2 separate regions of the Macaca mulatta genome follow, and region 2 is linked to region 1. A link is a contact called in public Hi-C data. All regions are on one chromosome and are shown on one strand. The core of a region is the stretch at or near the end of the contact, and the rest is flanking DNA. Distances in the headings are between cores, read along the strand shown. Region 1 overlaps MAPKAPK2 (MAPK activated protein kinase 2). Region 2 overlaps IL19 (interleukin 19).

Region 1 (7,060 bases), core at 3,032-5,531:
ACTAAAAACATCAAAAAATTAGCCAGACCTGGTGGCTCACACCTGTAATCCCAGCTACTCAGGAGGCTGAGGTGGGAGTATCATTTGAACCTGGGAGGTGGAGGTTGCAGTGAGCCAAGATTGTGTCATTGCACTCCAGTCTGGGCAACAGAGCAAGACCCGGTCCCCAAAACAACAACAAAAAATCTCGAAGGAAGTTAAAGGTGGCAGAACTGAAGACCCATGCCGTGTCCTCATATGGCCACAAGGTGGCAGTGTGACCTCATGGGAACCTTGCCTCCTGCACCTATTGGCTCCAGCCACCTGTTACTCCATGGTATCTAGCCATTGATTCCTTCTAGATACCTGTTTGGGGAATTGCCTCTGCAAAGTCAGTCAGAGAAATCTTGGCTTCCAGCCTCCTCTAAAAACTGGGTGGTGTGGTGGAAAGCCTTGGTCTTTGGAATCTACCAGGCCTGGATTCCAACCTTGGCTCTGCCTTTTCTCAGAAACTTAGCCTTGGGCATGCTACTTCCCTGAGCCTCAGCTTCCTCATCCTGTAAAATGGCAAATGTACAGTTAGGAAAAACCCAACATACCATGGGCCATAGCATGAATGTATGCCAGCTTTCTTGTTGGAAATGCTCATTTGCCCTTCCCTGCCCCCTGCAAGCTGGCTCCATCGTGGCCATCTGATCTTATTTGCAAGCTTCAGACACTTTCTAGCAGGTTCTTAGGCCTCCCTGCTGTATCACCCCAGCTCCACTCCATCTCAGTCAGTCAGCACCTGCTTGCCACATTCCCCTCTGCCTGCATGCCTTCCCTCTGCCTGTCCATTTCCTTCCCAGCCTGTCTCTTGGACACCCCAGCCCTCTGAATGTCCAAAGCAGCTGGAGTGTAGACCATATAGGGCTCTTCTTGACTTCCCATGAAGATGCTAAATCTATGAGTGTCGTTGTCTGAATTATTTTGGCACCTGTGCTTGCACTTAGCAGACAATTGGTGATAAAAATGACAGCTATTAGTGAGCATATATGTCAGACACTCTGTGAGGTGCTTTGTGGAAATATTTCACTTAATCCTCACAACAAATATGTGAAACAGAAGCCATTATCCATCCCCACTTTACAAAGGAAGGGTAGATCAGGATGATTTTGGCTCCAGGCAATAAAAAATTTCACGAAAAGCAGCTTAAACAGTAAGAAGAGTTTATTATCTTGTCAAAAATAAGTCCTGAGGGATCCCTGGTGATGTCAGCAAGGATCCAGGTAGTTGCCATCTCTCCTGGTTGCCTTCCTTGGTGCATTGGTTTATCCTCTTAGGCCCCCCTTACTGGTAATGATGTGACTGTCATGGTCCCAGGTGCCATATACAGGAGAGAGATGTAGGTTTCTTGTGCTCCCTTTAAGAAGCCTCTTAGCAGATTTCTTACAAGGTTCTTGGCCAGTTGGGTTGTAGGCTCGTTCCCAAGCCAGTCACTAGCAAAGGGACTGGAATTAATGAGACTGGCTTAGACAAGTCAAGATTGAACCCCTGAGGCTGGTGAGAAGCCAGCCTTCTTTAATACCCCCAGCCAACTTGTCCAGGGAGAAGGGGTATCAATGAGGTTCAGTGAGTTAAGTAACTTGCTCAGGCTTGGAAATCTAGTAATAACTGGATTCAAATCGGCATCTAGCTGACTTCCAAGGCCATCTGTTGCCTGGTTGAAGTCAGCCACAGAGGTAGAGAGAACATTATTCTGGATTTGTTGTGCTGGGTCTGAGTAATTGAGGAGGTGCCTTTTCCTCTGGACTCTGGAGTCTCTGTTCTCTCTAGCCCCCTTTCCCATACTGTATTGGTTTTTCTCAGTCGGCCTTTCTTCCTGAAGCCCCTTCACCCCCTGCTTCCCAGTACCTGAGTGCTGTTTGCCTTCTAGAGTAGACTTCATGGCCTAAGCTGGAGACAGGCCTAAGCTGGACTGAATGGCCCGAGGGCTGATCTCAGTGTAGCTGTCAAGGCCCCAAAAGAGTCATCGTGAGATTTCATATAGAGCAGATAAGGAAATGCAGAGGCCTCAGGAAATGTGCCAGGGGGGCTGGTAGGAAGGGCCAGCAGGAGTGGGGGGTTTGTGGTGTGTCGGTGGCAATGTCAGGGCATGCGGGCCGGGGGCTTAGAGCAGGGCCATGTGATAGCGCAGTCACTCAGGAAGCTGTTTGGCCTGCAGATGCTTCAGGACTGCCCCAAGGCCCGCAGGGAGGTGGAGCTGCACTGGCGGGCCTCCCAGTGCCCGCACATCGTACGGATCGTGGATGTGTACGAGAATCTGTACGCAGGGAGGAAGTGCCTGCTGATTGTCATGGAATGGTAAGCAGCCACTGTTCGGGTCCCGGCCCAGCCTGTCCCCTCTCCTCACTCAGGCACGTTGCCCTCTGAGAACAGCCCAGGGATGGGCCTGAAGCCTGAAATGTAAACACTTGATTTTTGGGGGGTCAGTAGAGAGTGGCGGTGGGCTGTTGTGTTCTCTGGATCTCACTGTGGCTTCATTTCAGTTTGGACGGTGGAGAACTCTTTAGCCGAATCCAGGACCGAGGAGACCAGGCGTTCACAGAAAGAGGTAGAAAGGGTCTGTTGTGGGAACAGGTGCAGGCAGGCAGGGCAGTGGGGGTGTGAAGGGGGCCTCTGCAGTGCCTGCTCTTGGGGAAGGGTGTTGAGGCTGCTGTCCCCTCCAGCACACTGCAAGGGCTGCCTCAGCTGACCAGCGCAGCTCCTGGTGGCTTTGTTTCTGGGGTGGGTGGTGGCTGTGGGGAGCCTCAGGCTACACAGAGGTGGGACTGGTGCACTGGGTTTTCAAGCCTAATGACATGTCCTTGTGACTTTCCTTCCCACTCTCTCTTCCCTCCCTTCTACAGAGGCATCCGAAATCATGAAGAGCATCGGTGAGGCCATCCAGTATCTGCACTCAATCAACATTGCCCATCGGGATGTCAAGGTGCCAACTGTTCACAGCCCTAAGCCCGAGTGCTGTGGGGGCAACAGGGGGGCCTGGCCACCCCAGGGATGGTTGCCAGGCCACCCGACGTCCTTGCTGCCTGGTTCCTGAGCATGCCATTCTCTGCCCTGTAGGGCCTTGCCCTCTCTGCCCATGGGCAAACTCATAAACCCAGTAGTGAAGCATTCTCTGACCCCACTCAGCCCTGTGGTTCTCCTCAGGCAGAACCCCCCAGTCACACTGTTGGTTTCTCTGTCCCTGTGGTGTTTACTGTGGGTTCTGTGTGTCACTCTCTTATCTCCAGGCACTCTGGAAACCCTGCAGAGGCAGGCACTTGCCCATAGAGAGCTGCCACTCCTTGTAGTGGGCAGTGCATGGGCTGGGCAGACACCCGCAGAGAGCTGCCACTTCTTGTGGTGGGCAGTGCCCGGGATAGGCAAATGGTTGCTGGATGAGCAGAGGAAGGAAGGAACCAGCACCCTTTTGTTTCTGATAGCCCCTCCCAGGTCCAGCAGGGTTGCTATTTTTCTGTCTCTCTTTCTGTAGCCTGAGAATCTCTTATACACCTCCAAAAGGCCCAACGCCATCCTGAAACTCACTGACTTTGGCTTTGCCAAGGAAACCACCAGCCACAACTCTTTGACCACTCCTTGTTATACGCCATACTATGTGGGTAAGTCCCCAGGGGGCCCAGGGACCTAGTCTTTTCCCAGAACTTTTCTCAGCCCCTCCTCTTGATTGTCGGGGGGCGCCGCAAATCCTAGGAGAGTTGTGTCTATGGCCCCTTCTGGTGCTGGTTCTGCTGGGACCTGCTGAGAAGTTGGGCTTGTCAGAGCGAAGCTACAGTGGAGGAATTGTAAGAAAGGATCTGCTGGGATCTTTCTGAGAAGAGCCATGGTTTCCATCAGATTCTCAGTGGAATCTGGACCCAGGTCTTGTTCTGGAGCCTCAGCTGATTGGCATGGAAAAAGCTTTCAAAGCATGTTCAGAGCATCTGTGAAATTACATGGATGGCATAGGTCTGAAAGTCTCATGCAGTTCAGGATCTTTAAAATCTTAAGATCCTAGTTCCAGGGTTTCTCGTGGAGGAGGGTATTCTGTTCCAGTCCCTGGGCTGGGCTTCAGCTCTTCCTTCTGCACCCCAGCTGCTGCCACCTCATGATAGGCTGAAAGTTGGGATGGGGAGCATCTTTCACAGAGAAACTGAGTGGATCACAGGATTCTGAGGGCTGGCCCACCCATGTTGACCTTTGGTTTGCAGCTCCAGAAGTGCTGGGTCCAGAGAAGTATGACAAGTCCTGTGACATGTGGTCCCTGGGTGTCATCATGTACATCCTGTGAGTGTGCTGGGGAGGGCGCTGGGTGGGGCAGGGAGTCAGGGCGGCCAGTACTTCTCCAGGACAAGAGGAAGAGGCAGATGTTAGATTCCTCTTTCTACAGGGGAGGTCCCCTGCGTGCCCCTTCTCTCAGTTCCGATAGCTAAGTGGCGGGTGTAAACCAGCTCATGGACTGGAAAGTGTGCGCCTTAGATACTTGCTATGCTGGATTCCCGGGCCCCGTCCTTGGCTTTGTATGTTGTGCTTGTGTCAATGAGCCCTGATTTCTCTGTGACCTTTACAAGGAGAAGAGCCTGTTTCTCATCCTGTTCCTGGTGCAGGGCCCCTAAGTGACAGCTGTTGTGTCTCCCACTTCCTTCCTTCTGTTGATGCAGGCTGTGTGGGTATCCCCCCTTCTACTCCAACCACGGCCTTGCCATCTCTCCGGGCATGAAGACTCGCATCCGAATGGGCCAGTATGAATTTCCCAACCCAGAATGGTCAGAAGTATCAGAGGAAGGTAAGAACCCAGGCTTTCAGGACAAGGGGAAGAGCCTCTGTGTGTGTGTGTGTGTGTGTGTGTGTGTGTGTACACACAGACACACGTATGGGCCTCCATCTCATGTGCCTGGTGTAACTGTGGGTTAACACCTGTGCCCATGCCTGCGGGGTGCGTCCTGCCTCATTTTGCCTGTGTGGAGGGCCAGTGGCAGGGCCGAGGCTGTGGGGCTGGGCAGGGCCTATCAAGTGGTAGAGCCGTCGTGGTCCTTGGGGCTAGTTGTTCAGGCAGCCTGCCTCCATGCAACCCCTCTTTGAATCTGGTTTCCCCATGAAAACTGGGGAAAGGAGCAGGCCAGCGAGAGTGGCCCCTGAGCTGTCGCTGCCCCCTGCCCCATCCCACAGTGAAGATGCTCATTCGGAACCTGCTGAAAACAGAGCCCACCCAGAGAATGACCATCACCGAGTTTATGAACCACCCCTGGATCATGGTAAGCTCGGCAGACTGGGGAACCTTGGGTCCCACGTGACTATTCCACGGGACAGAGTCTTAGGACCCTGCCCACCCCAGGCTTTCACTCGGACCCCTTTTCTGTCTTCTCAGCAATCGACGAAGGTCCCTCAAACCCCACTGCACACCAGCCGGGTCCTGAAGGAGGACAAGGAGCGGTGGGAGGATGTCAAGGTGAGGGGCACCACTGGGCGAGAGGGGCTCCGGGTGGGGTGGGCGGCTTGCAGGGATTGCCCAGGTGTGAGGCATGGTGCTGGTAGGGGAGAGCTTGATTCTGCCTCTTTCATCCCAGGGGTGTCTTCATTACAAGAACAGCAACCAGGCCACTTGGCTGACTAGGTTGTGAACAGAGAATTCTGTGTTCCTGTCCAAACTCAGGACTGTTTCTTAGAATCCCTTTACTCCCTGGGTCTCTAACGGGACCTTAAAGACCATCTGGTATAATGTTCTCATTTTGCAGAAGAGAAACTGAGGCCCCAGAGCAGGGGGACAGGCAGTCTGCTCAAGGTCACGCAGCTGGTGACTGGTTGGGGCAGACCGGACCCAGGTTTCCTGACTCCTGGCCCGGGGCTCTTCCTCCTTTCCTGCGGGGTCACTGGGGGGCTCTCAGGGAACAGCAGCAGTGCTGTAGCCAAGCTCTCTGCTGCTCAGTGCTGGGGTGAGGCTGCCGTTGTCAGCGTGGACCACTAAGCAGCCCGTCTTCTCTCTGTGCTCCCACCCCTGCCGCCCTCACCCTGCTCTTGTCTCTGTCTCTCACGTCTCTCTTCTGCTCTTACATCTCTTCTGCTGTCTCTCCTTCCTGTCTTCTGGCTCTCTCTGTACCTTTCCTGGTGCTGCTGTGCCCCCAGGAGGAGATGACCAGTGCCTTGGCCACAATGCGCGTCGACTACGAGCAGATCAAGATAAAAAAGATTGAGGATGCGTCCAACCCTCTGCTGCTGAAGAGGCGGAAGAAAGCTCGGGCCCTGGAGGCTGCGGCCCTGGCCCACTGAGCCACCGCGCCCTCCTGCCCGCGGGAGGACAAGCAATAACTCTCTACAGGAATATATTTTTTAAACGAAGAGACACGGAACTGTCCACATCCGCCGCCTCTCCTCAGCTGCATGGAGCCTGGAACTGTGTCAGTGGCTGAATTCTGCCTTGGCTCTGGCCACCCCAGAGTGGGAGAGGTTGGGAGGTTGGGAGGCTATGGAGAGAAGTGAGCAAGGTGCTCTTGAACCTGTGCTCATTTTGCAATTTTATCAGTAATTTGACTTAGAGTTTTTATGAAACCTCTTTTGTTGTCCTTGCCCCACTCCTCCTCTCCACCAGACGCCTTCCTCTCTGGATACTGCAAAGGCTTGTGGTTTGTTAGAGGGTATTTGTGGAAACTGTCATAGGGATTGTCCCTGTGTTGTCCCATCTGCCCTCCCTGTTTTCTCCACAACAGCCTGGGGTCGTCCCCACTGGCTCAGGCGTTCTGGGAGCTCAAGGCCACCTTGGAGGAGGATGCCATGCACCTCCTCTCTCGGAGCCCTCAGACATCTCCAGTGTGCCAGACAAAAAGGAGTGAGTGTGTGTGTGTGTGCACACGTGTGTACGAGTGCGCAGATCTGTGCCTGGGATCGTGCATTTGAGGGGCCAGGGGCAGGCAGGGCTGCAGAGGGAGACGGCCCTGCTGGGGCTTAGGAACCTTCTCCCTTCTTGGGTCTGCCCTGCCCATACTGAGCCTGCCAAAGTGCCTGGGAAGCCCATCCAAATTCTGAACCAGGCCCTCTGTGGCCTGTCTCTGTTCGCTGGGTTCCGGGA
Region 2 (6,639 bases), core at 2,882-5,381, 77 kb after region 1:
GCATACCCCTTCCCTATCAGCTCCCATACTGATCATGGCCCATTTCTTCACACCAACAAGAGTCTTCACCAAGGTTGCTAACTGCAATGGTACAGTCCAGTGAGCTGTAGTAAAAAGGGGGAATTTATAGTAACGAGCCTGGGGTGTCTCGGAATATCCATGGGATGGAAGCTGCTGCAGGACACAAAGGGATTGGAACCAGGAGTAGAAGTCATCAGAAATCCAGGACTCAGCTTCTCGCTCTCTGAGGCCACATGGTCACTCCTTTCTGTTTTCCTTGGCAGCTTTCTCTGCATCTCTTAGCAGTTTGCAGAGGATTGCAACTACACAGCTCTAGAGGCTACCAGTCTTTAATTCAAGGGACCAGCCAAGACTGACTAGTGCTCTAAAGTCCCAAGACCAAATTACTGGGAGACAGAGACTAACAGCTCAGCTTAGGTCAGTTGTCCACTTTCTAATCAGCTGTAGCCAGGAGACCAGGGTCACATGGCTGCCAGTGGACCGAGTTCAGGGTGGAAAACATAATCAATGGTGACCCAAGTTAAATGGCTTGTCCTCTGTGAAGACTCCTGATCAATCCTATGGAAGAAGTGCCCTCTCTCCTGAATCCCCACAGCACTTTCTCTTCTTGGCATGTATTGCTTTCTATTTTGTGTTACTATTATTTTTATAAACATCTCATCCCCTCTCCCACCTATCTATAAGCAAGTTTGTTTATCTTCACATATTTCACAGCTTGTACAAAAAAGGATATATTTAATAATTATCCAGAGTCATTGATAACTTTCAGATAAATCAATTTTCAGGAACTTAAGCAACTTGGGCAAGTGTTTCATTTCACTGAATTGTCCTGGCTTGATTAAATGCAATTAATTCAACCAATTTTTATTGAGTGCCTTCTACATACCAGACTGCTGAGGACACAACGCTGAACAAGACAAAGTCCATACCCCATTGAGCTTCCAGTGTAGTGGTGAAGACCATCAATCAGTCAACAGTGTTTCCTCTAAACTAGGCTTTCAGCTGGGTGCCAAGGATAGAGATGTGTAAGTCTCCAGCACTGCCCTGGAGGAGTTGTCTCCCTGGGGGCAGGGTAGAGGTAGTAGGATTTGGGGGACAGTCACAGATGACTGGTCAGATATATTGCTGTGCAACATGACAGTATTATTAGTTAAGGGTTGGGGAAGAAGTGCTGTAAGACCCCAAAGAGAGAGTGATTTACCACCCGGAGGAGGAGGGTGTGGTCAAGGGAGGTTTTGCTAAGAACGGTGACACGTGACTGAACTTGAAGGGTGAATAGGAGTTTGCCAGGAAGAGTGAGAGTTGAGTATGTGAGTGTATGTGTGTTTAGGGAACTGGGATGGGGAAAGGAGATAGGAATGATGGTGATCAAGCCCTTCCAGATCAAATCATTTATCTGGAAAAAGATTTTAGGCATTGTGAAAGAGCTGCTGTGTCTGGAGGAAGGTGAGACATTTAGTATATCTGGAACACAAAAAATACAGGGAAAAGAATGGGGAAATTGGCCCCAGCCCCTCCTGGCCTTGTATGCTAAGTCTGGGAGGCAGTGGGTAAGTAGACACTGCCAGTTGCCCTGGGGTCTGGAAGGCAATGATGTTGGCTGGGCATCAGGACCAGGCACAGCCTGAAGACCAGCTACCTCTGGCCAGAAACATATTCCAGAAGGCCTTAGGATGAGACATTACTCCTGCCTGAGGTCATTGACCTCTGGTTCATGGAGGGAGATGGCTGGATGGTGAGATTCTGGTGAAATTTGTCACTCCCATATTGCAACCTTCCTCAGAAAGCACTGGATCTTCTAACTTTCACTCTCTCCTTAGTGGAGTGGGATTTTCTAAATTTTGCAATTGAATTTAAGAAATCAAAGAAAGTTGTCCATTTGTAGCAAAAAAAAAAAAAAAAAAAAAGGGTCTGCCTCTACACCCCTGTGTCCTTTGAATTACAAGCCTGTAGCCCATGGCCTTCTAGCCAATGATATGAGGGGGACTAGAGATGAAGGATTTCCATGGACTGCTCCTGCTCTGGAATGTTCCTCACAGATGACAGATCTACTCTCCACTGTCCCCATGTGCCTAGGCAGGGGTGGAATGGAGGCAACTTCCTGGACCTTTCCCTGGCCAGGCTCAAGGCCATTGGCACCTGGTCCTCTTCTCTTTACAGCTCTGTCTCTGTGCCCTCCCCATTCCTGGTCAGCCTCCAGCACTGTTGGCCCACCTGCCTATCTCGGACCTCTACTGCTCTGGGTCAGTCTTAGACAAACTACTACTCCTCCTTCTCTGCCTGTCCAACATCACTCATCCTTCCAGTCAAAAGTCTGTGTCTCTATAAAGGCTTCTCCATCCCACCTGAGTCAGACCCAAGAGCTCCCTCTTCTGTGCTGTCCCTGCACTTTTGATTCACTTCTGTTATTACCCCCACTTCCTTGGAGGACAGTTATTTGTTCTTATGTTCATATCGTTCTTATGTTCTTATGTTAAGTAGACTGAATTTCTTGGGGACTACATCTTAATTATCTCTGTATCCCTGGTCATAAGCAACAGTGCCTGACACATCACAGACTCTTAGTACATACTCTATTTGTCAGTGAAGGGTGATTATCTGGGTATCTTGACTGTTGGGGTTGAGGTAGGATGAAGGTAGCTTTGGGAAGAACTCCAATGAGCAGAAAAAGGGAAGGGACATTCCTGGTGGAAGAAACAGTTTGAACAAAGGCACTGCCGTGGAAAGGCACGGACAAACATGGGAGCCTGCAAGGAAGGAGGGGAAGGGGAGGCTGTAGCACAGGGTGCTCTGAGCACTGTCCTGGGCTCCTTGTGCGCATCAGTGAATGCACCAGGCCTTTGCAGAAACTTGATGTATTGGCACTGATCCGTAGATAAGGGAACAGAGGCCCAGGAAGGTCACACAGCTCATGAGTTGGTGATGGAGATGGGATTAGACCATTCCATTAGACTCTAAAACCCATGGCTTATTGGGGCCCTAGAGAACACTTAGTAATTCAGGTTGCCTGGTGCCTAGAGTAAGTGAGTAGGTTGTGAGAGGAGGTTAAGTGTGGAAAGGTGTACATGGCAGAATTATATTATTCATAATATCTAGGGTGTTTTTTTTTTCTGCCTTCCATGTGCCAAAACCTGGACTAAGCATTTTTATATATCACCTCATCAAAACGAACAGCACCTTTATCAAGTGATTACCCTTATTTTACAGATAAGGAAACTAAATGTCAGAGAGTTCAATAATTTTCCCAAGATCACGCAGCCAATAAGTGATGGAGCCATGACTTAAATTCAGGTAGTTTGATGACACAACCCAGACTAATTGGGAAAGAGCTTCATGGGTAAGTTGTGAGTCATAACTTAATTTGAATCCCTGGTGACATATTGGAGGTATAAATTTTCCTTTTTTTTTTTTTGCCATGGGCAAGTTCCAAGCCTGGGCTTCACTTCCAACACTGTCCCTCCCTTCCCTGTACAGTTCTGCCCACTTGCCCTGTCTTCTTGCTCTGTCCTCTATGCCCACATGTATAGAATTGGATCCCCAAGCAAGGCTAACTGCTAGCCTTAAAGAAAGACCAATCTTCTGGCAGATAAGAAGGCCTGTTAAGGAAGATGAGGGGACAGGAAAGCAAGGGGAATGTCAGAAAAATAAGGGGCCTGGCCAATATCTCAAGAACAGATGCAGCAGTGGCCCTGGAAGGGCAGAGGGGATGTCATTTCCTTCTCCAGATCCCTTTTTTCCTTTGAGGTTCAGTCCCAAATGGGTAAAGTTCAAATACTAGCCTTACTCAGAATTCCCTAGTCCTGCTTGCTCAAAAGGTGGATCCTGTCCTCACTCTGATCTTCAAAACGTCTTTTTGTGGGGCTTGAGAGTTTGCCTTTTTAAAACCAGCACCGCAGAGAGTCTACACATTGAGGGTCTTGCCTTCGGTAATGCAGTTACATCCATGGGCTTTCTCTATCGCTGCTGAGAGAACTTGAAGTGCCAGGAAGTTGGGGTTGGACGCCTTCCAGTTCCTTGCCCTAATCAGAGGCATTGACCTCAGGCCCTGTGTAGGAGTCCCCATCTTTCGGAATTAGTGATGTGGTTAGAGTAGCAACGTGACTCTCTGTGGACGGAAGAAGGTAGGTCGGATGTGAGAGTCTCCCTCCATGAACATGTGTGCGTCATCTCAGTCAAAGCTTGTATCTTTACTCTCAAAAACAAGTCATTTTTGTTCCTGTCAGCATCTTGGCCAGCCCACAACAAAGAGTACAAGCTGGATGCTGTGCTGCAGTAAAGAGGCCCAGACACAGGCCTCAGGTGATCCTGTAGGGCATGGCGGGAGAGAACAAGAAAGGATTATTCCCCCAGGGGCTGATGGGGCTGCCTTCAGCAACACAAAAACATGCTTACAGAAAACTGCCAGAGGACATAGGAGTGATCTGCTTGCATGAGGTTTTTCAACCACCAGGAATGGGGTGACCTAGTCCAGAGCCCTCTAATAAAGTGACTTTCAACCTGACTGCACTTCAAAATAATCGGAAGCTTTAACAAATAGAGATGCCCAGGCCTCATCCCAGATGTACCAAATTCATCTCTTAGGGATGGGGTCTGGGACTCTGTGCAAAGTCCCCGGGAATTCTGGAATAACTAATCTGGCATTGCTCCAGGAAATAGCAGTTCGAAAGCACTCCAGTAAGGTGGGAGTGAAAATTATTCCAGCTTGAACACTACAATATTAAGTCATCCTTTCTCTCTTTGCCATGTCTCTTCCCTTCCCTTTCTTGCTCTCTATGACATGGCATGAGGCTCAGAAGAGCTTCCTCTCTCATGCTTCTTGCAGGGCAGTTCAGGGAAAGATGTAGCTGTGTAAATTCCAGGAGGGCTTCAACTATATTTAAATATGGGTTGCTTGCCACATTCACCTGCCTGTCAAGTCTGCAGATGACAGCTGCAGAATGTGGCACCCAGGCCTTGAAAGTTGTGAAGCAAAATTGGATAACATCTGTCCGAGTCATAACAAAGAGAGTTCCTGTGCTGGGAGCAGGGGCTAATGAACCTGGAGATCCTTTCCAACACGGACATTCCCTGATGCCGATGATAACCTTTTCAAATGGTTGTTTTCTTGATTTTTATCTGTTTCTGGCACCTCCTTTGATTCCCTATATGACGATAACCCCCAGGTTGAGTGCAATGAAATAATTTAGGTAATGAGAAGCTGAAAGTTACTAGAGATGGAAGCAATTAGGGTGTATAAAGTGTGCATTGTGTGAGTCATAGGCTGTGTCTTTAAGCAACAAGCTTTTATTGGTGTCAGCATCTTTCTAAGCACAATGCAAACCCAATAAGGATGAGATTTGGGGTTTGAAAGTGTTTCCAACCAGAGATGCCTGAGAGAATGACCCAGGGATCAAACAGAGATGCAGGAGAGTGAGACTTCAGTGAAACTCATCTCAACCTGTTTCCTCAACTGCTTTCCACACCTTTGTTTGGGGTTGGAGGAATAGAAAATGGGCTTGGATTTTTCAATCTAAAATTCTCTGTTCGAGCCTGAAATTCTCTTACCTTATAGGAAGAGTAGCTGTATCTTTCAGGGATAGAATGAGAGCTAACTGCATGTGTGAAATTATCTGAATCCCAGAGAAATGCTCTTTAGAAGAATCTACCAGACTCCTTCCTTTCTAAATCATACCCTTCTTCGAAGTTCCCATCAGTCCTTGGATCCTCTGTGGACACTGTTCTGATCATTCAGGCACGAAATGATCTCCTGCTGTCTGCATCCCTGGCTCTGATTCTAGAGTACACACCTGTATCGGCACAATTTATTTGGCTATTAATCATGTATGTATTTCTGATAGCTCTCAGCTGCCTGGGATGGTTATTTACTTTTTTGTGCTAGTTTTACCTTCTCAATGGGACTTTGAGCAAATTAAGAGTGAAAACACATCTGTACTGATCCATTTACACGTCCAATAAATAGATTTTAGTGCCAACTTGTGCAGCCACTGCTCTAGGTCTTGATACAAATATATACCAGGTGGTAGAGGCTATAAAGACAAAGCAGGTTAAGGGGAGTTAAGTGATAGAATCAGGAAAATCATTGACCTGAAAAATGAATAATAACGTCATTCACTTTTTTCTGTTTATCAAAGAATGCCATATGCTAGATGCTAAAACAATTTACATGTGTGTGACTAGAGCAAGCCATTATAAAAAGGAAACAATCCAAATGGAAGAAATATTTTATCAGGCTGGAAAATACAGTTATTGAATTAAAGTCCAAAATGCAAGTCATAGCTTACAAATGGACACTGCAGAAAACTGAAACAATGAGTAAAAGGCAAACTAAAGATAAATTTCCTAGAACACAAAAGCAAAAGATAAAGAAATGAAAATGAAAGAATAGAGTAAACATGAAATAGAGATATCAAAGAGCTAACCTACATATAACAGGAGTTCCTAAAAATAATGAACAGACTCTTTTGGAGCAGAAGCCATATGTAGAAAATATAATGGCTTTAAGTAAAATCTTATTTTAAAAACTGAATGTGCTTACTGTATTCATCAGGAGTCTGGCTTGTGTCAGGGTCAGTTTAAACTGGCTTAAACAAAAAAGGAATTTTGCTGGTTCACTTAACG

Evidence for each region. A called contact is a pair of places that touch in the nucleus more often than the background predicts.
Region 2: a contact with region 1 is called in a Hi-C map of blood, with 4 times the contacts expected there. The contact joins two enhancer-like sites. A contact is called at or near these places in 4 of 14 Hi-C or Micro-C datasets (CD4 T cells, blood, cortical neurons and 1 more).

The regions. Positions count from the first base shown.
Region 1 is chr1:64,471,065-64,478,124 of T2T-MMU8v2.0, forward strand. It overlaps MAPKAPK2 (MAPK activated protein kinase 2), which reads left to right. Exons shown (of 10, transcript XM_078004832.1): 2 at 2,183-2,322; 3 at 2,508-2,572; 4 at 2,868-2,947; 5 at 3,494-3,620; 6 at 4,209-4,284; 7 at 4,659-4,783; 8 at 5,167-5,252; 9 at 5,366-5,446; 10 at 5,565-7,060. The coding sequence ends at 5,618. Among named protein-coding and RNA genes, the nearest start is that of IL19, 44 kb to the right of the region's middle. Within about 2 kb of position 4,282, at least 6 of the 40 cell types and tissues checked have an H3K27ac peak or open chromatin away from gene starts, as enhancers often do. A contact at or near this core is called in blood, where this site is marked.
Region 2 is chr1:64,547,765-64,554,403 of T2T-MMU8v2.0, forward strand. The region is part of intron 2 of IL19 (interleukin 19); the gene reads left to right. Among named protein-coding and RNA genes, the nearest start is that of IL10, 31 kb to the left of the region's middle. Within about 2 kb of position 4,132, at least 6 of the 40 cell types and tissues checked have an H3K27ac peak or open chromatin away from gene starts, as enhancers often do. A contact at or near this core is called in blood, where this site is marked.